Linked DNA regions of Mus musculus: region 2 is linked to region 1. The links are chromatin contacts, called in public promoter capture Hi-C maps. All regions are on one chromosome and are shown on one strand. The core of a region is the stretch at or near the end of the contact, and the rest is flanking DNA. Distances in the headings are between cores, read along the strand shown.

Region 1 (3,371 bases), core at 259-2,758:
GCAGTCCCACAGACTTATTGCTGTAGCACACGCACTTTCTAAGGGCCTGGCTTGTCTCGTTCTTTCTTTTTTTCCAGCCACCCCAAGTTAGAGACAGCCAGTGCTCCAGTATCTGTGACAGATCTGTACTAGGAAGCAGCCGTCCATCCAGCGGGCCTAACTCCAGTCCCGCCCCCTACCATGGGTTCTCCCATTCCCTTCTGTGGCTTCTCCACATTTGTGTGCAGCTCAGCTCTGAATGCTTTTCCCAACCAGGTGTCATCGTGAAGCCTGGTGCAGAATTGACACCCACAAGTCTGATGCTGATTTGATTCCTACACATCTGCATGGTGCAGATTTTGAATCCAGACTTGGATCTCAGTGCTCAGGAGGCAGAAGCAAGTTCTTCAAGGCCAGCCTGGTCTACAGAGCGAGTTCCAGGATAGCCAGGGTTACACAGAGAAACTCAGTCTGGAAAAAAAAAACACTAACTAACTAACTAACTAACTAACTAACTAACTAACTAACTAACTGGATGTTAGTGTGCTGGAGAGACTGACTGTTCTTCAGAGGACTCAAACTCATTTCCCAGCACTCACATGGCAGCTCGCAACTGTCTGTAACTCTAGTCCCAATCTCTTTCTTGCTCTCTTGGACACAAACATCCATTCAGACAAACACGCATACAAATGAAATAGAAGTAAATAAGTCTCGAAAGCATTCAACTCTTTAAAATGTAAAATTACCGTACAAGGTATTAGAGCTCAGTATAGCATTTTACAATCTGAGTGTCTTAGTGCTCCTTCCCCTCGCCTCCCTCTCTTTGCTGCTCTTATCCCCTGTGGCCCTTTCCTGAGAGCCTTGTGCATCTTTCCTGTCCCATGCACCCTCTCCCCCACTCCCACCCATCCTCGTGCCCTATTTTCACCCTTCTTGGTCTCCTCTCTAATTCCCGAAGCCTAACTCTTTTAACTTTTTTTTCTGTCTTTCTTGTTTTGAACCATTGCCTCATGTAGCCCACAGTGGCCTCGAACTTGAACTCGCTAATCTGGTTTTGATCCGATCCTCCTGGCTCCTTCCCCCGAGAGCTGGGAACACGGAGGAGCACCACCTCGACCACCTCAACTGGCTCCGTTTGATTGATGGTCACAGTCCTCCCTTCCCACTGACAGTCTGGCTGGTGACATTCTCACAAGGGTGCCTCGTGAGCTTTACTGTGACAGACAGTCTAGCAACTGTGAAACCACTCAGCCCACCACCAGGACTTGGCAAGTGGACAGAGTGGAGAAAATAAGCAAAAAAGGTGGGTGGGGCCCTCAAGCACCCTGCAAACACCTATGAATGACTCCATTTAATACATCCTAGGGAGGACTCTGGAGGGTCAGAACCAAGGCAGGCCTCAGAACCAGGAAGTTACACCCATGTTCGTATTTAGAAAACCACGGGGTTGTAATAGCCAACTTTCTGGGCCTCTGAATGAAAGAGTCAGTGTGGTTCAGCTGTGAGAGTGTGTGAAAGGGCTCTTTGACACAGCCGCACTCAGCTCTGGCCTTCACTGGGGCCCTTCGTAACACTTCCTAGCTCTGCCATGGAGGCTACACAGCACACACCCAGACAACAAATTCTCAGCACAAAGGACAGTACCCCAGAGGGACAAGTGGGAGGGGAAGGGGGCCTGCCTCTGGATCAGACAAAGACAGACAGCAGGTGTTTCTTCGGGAGTGGGTTTTAAGGGGGAATGGGGGAAGGTCTGTGCTGGATTGAATTGACAAGTCCTGATTAAACAGGTTAACCAGAGTATCGAAATAATGAATTCTGATTGCTGGACCTTGGAGTTTTAGTCAGGCACAAGAAAGTGGACAGATAGGGGAATAGACCTTGGTCGGGGGGCGGGGGGGGAGGCTGGCTTTAGAATCTAAAGGTTGAGCAAAGGAGAAGGAAGGGGGTGGGCACGACCTGCCAGCACCACATTGCCAGTGCTTGGGCCTGTTCATTGTGTATTTCCCTGTAACAAGGCTAAAAGCTCCTCAAGGGTGCTGGAAGTGTTGGAGATCTTTCTGCTATCCTCCTGCCTCAGCTCCAGCTCCCTTTCTGGTGACCAGAGGTGTCGAGTCCAAAGTTGGAGTTTTAAGGGAATCTTCTTTTTTTGTTTTTGTTTTTGTTTTTTTTTTTTTTTGAGACAAGGTTTCTCTGTGTAGCCCTGGCTGTCCTGGAACTCACTTTGTAGACCAGGCTGGCCTCAAACTCAGAAATCTGCCTGCCTCTGCCTCCTGAGTGCTGGGATTAAAGGCGTGTGCCACCACTGCCCGCCGGCTCTAATGGCATCTTCTTAAGTCACCCTGAATGAATCTCATTTCCCAATGCATCCGACTCAAATCGGTTGAACAATTGATGAACTAACTCCACAGACCTGTTGAACTGGAGTGCCTTTCCTTTCAGGATTCTGCACTTTAGTAGAGGGTAACCAAGATGGCATTGCTTACAAGTGGGATTCAGTTAGCAGGGAAGCAGTGGGCAGGCACAGAGCCTGGCGGGAGGGAGACAGTTCCAAGGGAGGCCTGGTTGGTACCCGGCCACTCCTGCTCCTCTCCTGTGCTCTGGGAATACTGCTCATGGAGGGATCATCTGTTCCTCTGGCAGGCCTCTTTTACTCTCCACCTTTCCTCCACGTGAGCAGGCTTGTTTCCATTGGTCCAGTAGCAGATCCGCCCGTGTGCCTTCTAAACAGACTTACAGATGACATGGGCTTTTTGGTGGACTCTTCAGTGCCAGCCCCACCCTGAGCTTGCTGCTTTCGCCCAGTAGCAAGACCAGCCAACAAGTAATAGGTGTATGCCTTCATGCCAGGCTAGACACATTCCAGGAATTTGTTCCAACTCCTCAAATCTGTCTTTGGCTCAGGAACCCAGCAATGTAGGCTCTATTGGTCAGGGACCCAGCTACGCCAGCCCTATTGTGCTGCCTCTCAATACCATCCTGGCCCAGTCCAGCCCCAGCAACTCCTACCTCGATTGTTTCAACCCCTACTGCCTAATGAGTGTACCGGCCGCTGGCTATGGGAAGGTTATGAGCAGTTATGTCAGCTCATGATTGACCTCCCACCCAGGCCATGACCTGATCCAATAGCCTTCGAGAGACAAAGATAAGAAGGCAGCCAGGGACACTGACCTTGTTCAACTCCAGTAGAACATCTTCAAAACGAGCTGGGTGATTGCTGCTGAATTTGGGGGTGTCCCATTTAGATCTAGAAGAAATGGTTCTTAACCTTGATTTTAGTTACATTCACATGTTCACACACACACACACACACACACGTAAGTTTCATTCATTCATTCATTCATTCATTCATTCATTCATTCATTCATTCATTTGTTATGGTGGCGCAGGAGATC
Region 2 (3,371 bases), core at 393-2,892, 100 kb before region 1:
ACCTTGCCATCATCAGTAGGACGGTGCCATCAGCAATAGGACCTTGCCATCATCAGTAGGACGGTGCCATCAGCAATAGGACCTTGCCATCCGTTTGTGGGCAGCAACCAATAACCTTGGCAATAGCCTGGGTTGTTTGGAGGGTCCCCAAGGGAACCCTTTGGCCAACAACTTGATTAGATGTAATTCATTCCTGGTATTGGAAATTTCATTTTGTGATAGGGCTCTGTCTCCCCAGCTATTGGATGATTTCTTTTAGATCACTTTCATATATGTATATAATTTAGAAAGTTTCAATATGACCCTTCAAATGGCCCTGAGTTTTAGCTGTCCCTTCCTATACTCCTTCTCTTGCCCCTCTCTTCCCTTCCCATCCCCATCTGATCCTCCTGTTCCAGCCATCCCCAACCCCATTTATCAATAACTATCCTATTTCCTCTACCTAGAGGCATCCATGCTGTTTTAATTAATACAGCTCTGTCGAACAATTTGAGATTGGTATGGCCTTTCCTCCAGCAGTTCTTTTATTATTGAGAAATGCTTATCGATGCTGGAGTTTTTGTGTTTCTATATGAAGCTGAAAATGGTCCTTTCAAGATCTGTGAAGAATTGTGTTATAATTTTAATGGGGATTGCATTGAATCTGAGGATAGCTTTTGGTAGGATGGCCATTTTTACTATTTGAATCCTACTTACCCTTAATCATGGGAGATCTTTCCATCTTCTGATATCTTCTTTAATTTCTTTCTTCAATGTCTTAAATTTTTTATCATACAAGTCTTTTCACTTGCTTGGTGGAGTTACTCCAAGATATTATATATTTTTTGAGGCTATTATGAAAGGTGTTGTGTTCCTGATTTCTTTTGTCATTTGCATATAAGAAGGCTAGTGATTTTTTTGTGTGTGTTAATTTTGTATCCTGCTACTTTGATGAAAGTGTTTATCAGCTGTAGGAGTCCTCTGGTAGAATTTTTGGGGTCACATATATATACTACCATATCATCCGCAAATAGATACCCTGACTTCTTCCCTTCCTATTTGTATCCCCTTGGTCTCCTTCAGTTGTCATACTGCTCTAGCTAAGACTTCAAGTACGATGTTTAATAGGGATGGAGAGAGTGGATAACCTTGATGGGTGTGAGATACCGTGCAGGTGCTGAGAACTGAACATAGGTCTTGTGGGGGAGCAGCCAGTGCTCTTTCCTGCTGGGCTGTATCCCCAGCCCCTGAGCATATTTCTCTTCATTTCCAAGGATGCAAGCATATCAACAGGCTGCATGCCTAACTTAACAGCAAATGAGGAGCTCTACGGTTTCTATCATTTTATAATACCTTCTGCATAGTGAGAGCTGAGGATTTTATAATACCTTCTGCATAGTGAGACCTGGAGCTCTGTTCAATTTATGGCTCTGTTGCTAGTGCCTAAAACCGCACTGGTGAAAAGGGAACAGATGGGTGATGTAATTCTCAACGTAGAAGAGAGATGTAGGTAGTTAAAGACATTTTGCAGAAAATCTAAATGAATCTGTAAATTTCACAGAAAGCCAGAGCAACAGCCTCATTAACAAACAACAGTCTGCCAAACAATTGCCAGTGTCCTCCCCGAGCAGCAGAGTGGCCTAACATGTGACGTTCATATTGGATTGCTTTCAATGAAACCACATGGAGGATTATTCAAGGAAGCCTAGAATATGCAAGTGCTAAGTCCTATTACTTAATGAATAATGTATAAATTAATTGCTCCTGGAAAATTGGCGAAACTTTCACTTTGCTGTCTACAAATTTATGTTGACACCTTACACTCCTGGCGAGGCAGAAATACATCAGAGTTAATTAAGATCACAGGTCTGGAATTAGGCAGTAACACCCCATTTTGCTTACTTCCTTCTATTCTTTGAGAGGAAATCTTAGTTCCACAACATACTGTAACGTCAGGCTGGAAAAGATGACAGAATCCTGACCACTGGGAAGACTGTAAAATGAGAAACAAAACAACAGGGCATTCTATTTTTTGCTTTACCATATCAAGGAAGAGGCACGGTGTGCTACAAAGTACAGTAGGTTAAGGAAAAAAAAAATACAGATTCTATTTCCAACGTTTCACCAGAAGATGACAGTCAATACCAAAACACACAGCAAGCCACTGGCCGAAGAACCAGAGACTAAGCAGTGCTCAGTCCTAAATGGGATGTCTGTCTCATTTCTGCCCCCCACACCACAAGGATCAGGGGTCATCTTGCAAGAGTGTAAGAGCCAGAGGTGGACAATGACTTCAGGCAAACTGTGTTTTCTTGACACAACAGAGCAGCTGCATATGGGAACTCAGAGCAATTGTGAAAGCATACGAAGGGGGTGGTAAGCAGGAAGTCCTTCCCTTTAACCATGGTCCTATCAGCATTTGATAGCTGCTGGGGGACAGTCAACTTTCTTTAATGATGTGAGCCTGGTAGGCTGGCCACATTACAGGGAAAGTACTACTCCCAAGAGTAGTTGGGCTACACAAATTGGGCTCAATGGTTTTAAATTGAGAGAGAGAGAAAGAGAGGGGGGTGGGAGAGAGAGAGAGAGAGAGAGAGAGAGAGAGAGAGAGAGAGAGAGAGAGAGAGAGAGAACAGGAAGGTAGGTTGGTTGGTGGGTTGGTGGGGATATAGGAGTGGATCTGGGAGGAGTTGAAAGACTATGATAAAAATACATGGACTTTAAAAAAAATGGGGCCTGGAGAGATGGCTGGGCGGTTAAGAGCACCGCTCTTTCTGAGTTCAAATCCCAACAACCACATGGTGGCTCACAACCATCTGTAATGAGATCTGACGCCCTCTTCTAGAGTGTCTGAAGACAGCTACATGTACTTATATATAATAATAAATAAATAAATCTTTAAAATACATTAAAATTATCACAGGATTAATAAAGAATTTAAAAGATAATAAGATAATAGCTTTATTGAGATATAACTAACACACAACAATTATAATTCACCTGTTTAAAATATTAAATCAATTGATTATAGTATATTGTCTTATATCAATATCCACAAGCCATTGGTTCTAGGACATTCCACAAATGCCAAAATCCATAGATGGTAAAATCTCTTGGATATAATGGTATAGCATCTATTTATCATCTATGGCCATCTTCCATATATTGTGAGTCACTTTCATATTGAGTCATATATTTCATATATTTACTTATAATATGTAATAAAATAAAAACAGTGCATAAATAGTTGTTATACTGTTTAGAAGATAATGAAAGACAGTGAAGATCCATACATTTTAATAAAGAAGTATTGTTTTAAGGATTTATTTATTTTTATTTTATGTATATGAATATTTTTCTGCATGTATGTCTGTATATGATACACATGCCTG

Evidence for each region. Capture Hi-C pulls out chosen DNA fragments and counts their contacts.
Region 2: a promoter capture Hi-C map of adipose tissue shows a contact between it and region 1. The contact joins two enhancer-like sites. A contact is called at or near these places in 2 of 484 Hi-C or Micro-C datasets (cortical neurons and embryonic fibroblasts), 1 of 115 datasets of contacts at active chromatin or transcription factors (embryonic stem cells) and 2 of 9 other capture datasets (adipose tissue and pancreatic islet).

The regions. Positions count from the first base shown.
Region 1 is chr14:47,340,133-47,343,503 of GRCm38.p6, reverse strand. Gm41147 (a long non-coding RNA gene) reads left to right here. Exons shown (of 3, transcript XR_874595.2): 3 at 996-1,605. Among named protein-coding and RNA genes, the nearest start is that of Gm41147, 14 kb to the left of the region's middle. Within about 2 kb of position 1,508, at least 52 of the 459 cell types and tissues checked have an H3K27ac peak or open chromatin away from gene starts, as enhancers often do. A contact at or near this core is called in adipose tissue, where this site is marked.
Region 2 is chr14:47,444,077-47,447,447 of GRCm38.p6, reverse strand. No RefSeq gene overlaps it. Among named protein-coding and RNA genes, the nearest start is that of Fbxo34, 27 kb to the left of the region's middle. Within about 2 kb of position 1,642, at least 22 of the 459 cell types and tissues checked have an H3K27ac peak or open chromatin away from gene starts, as enhancers often do. A contact at or near this core is called in adipose tissue, where this site is marked.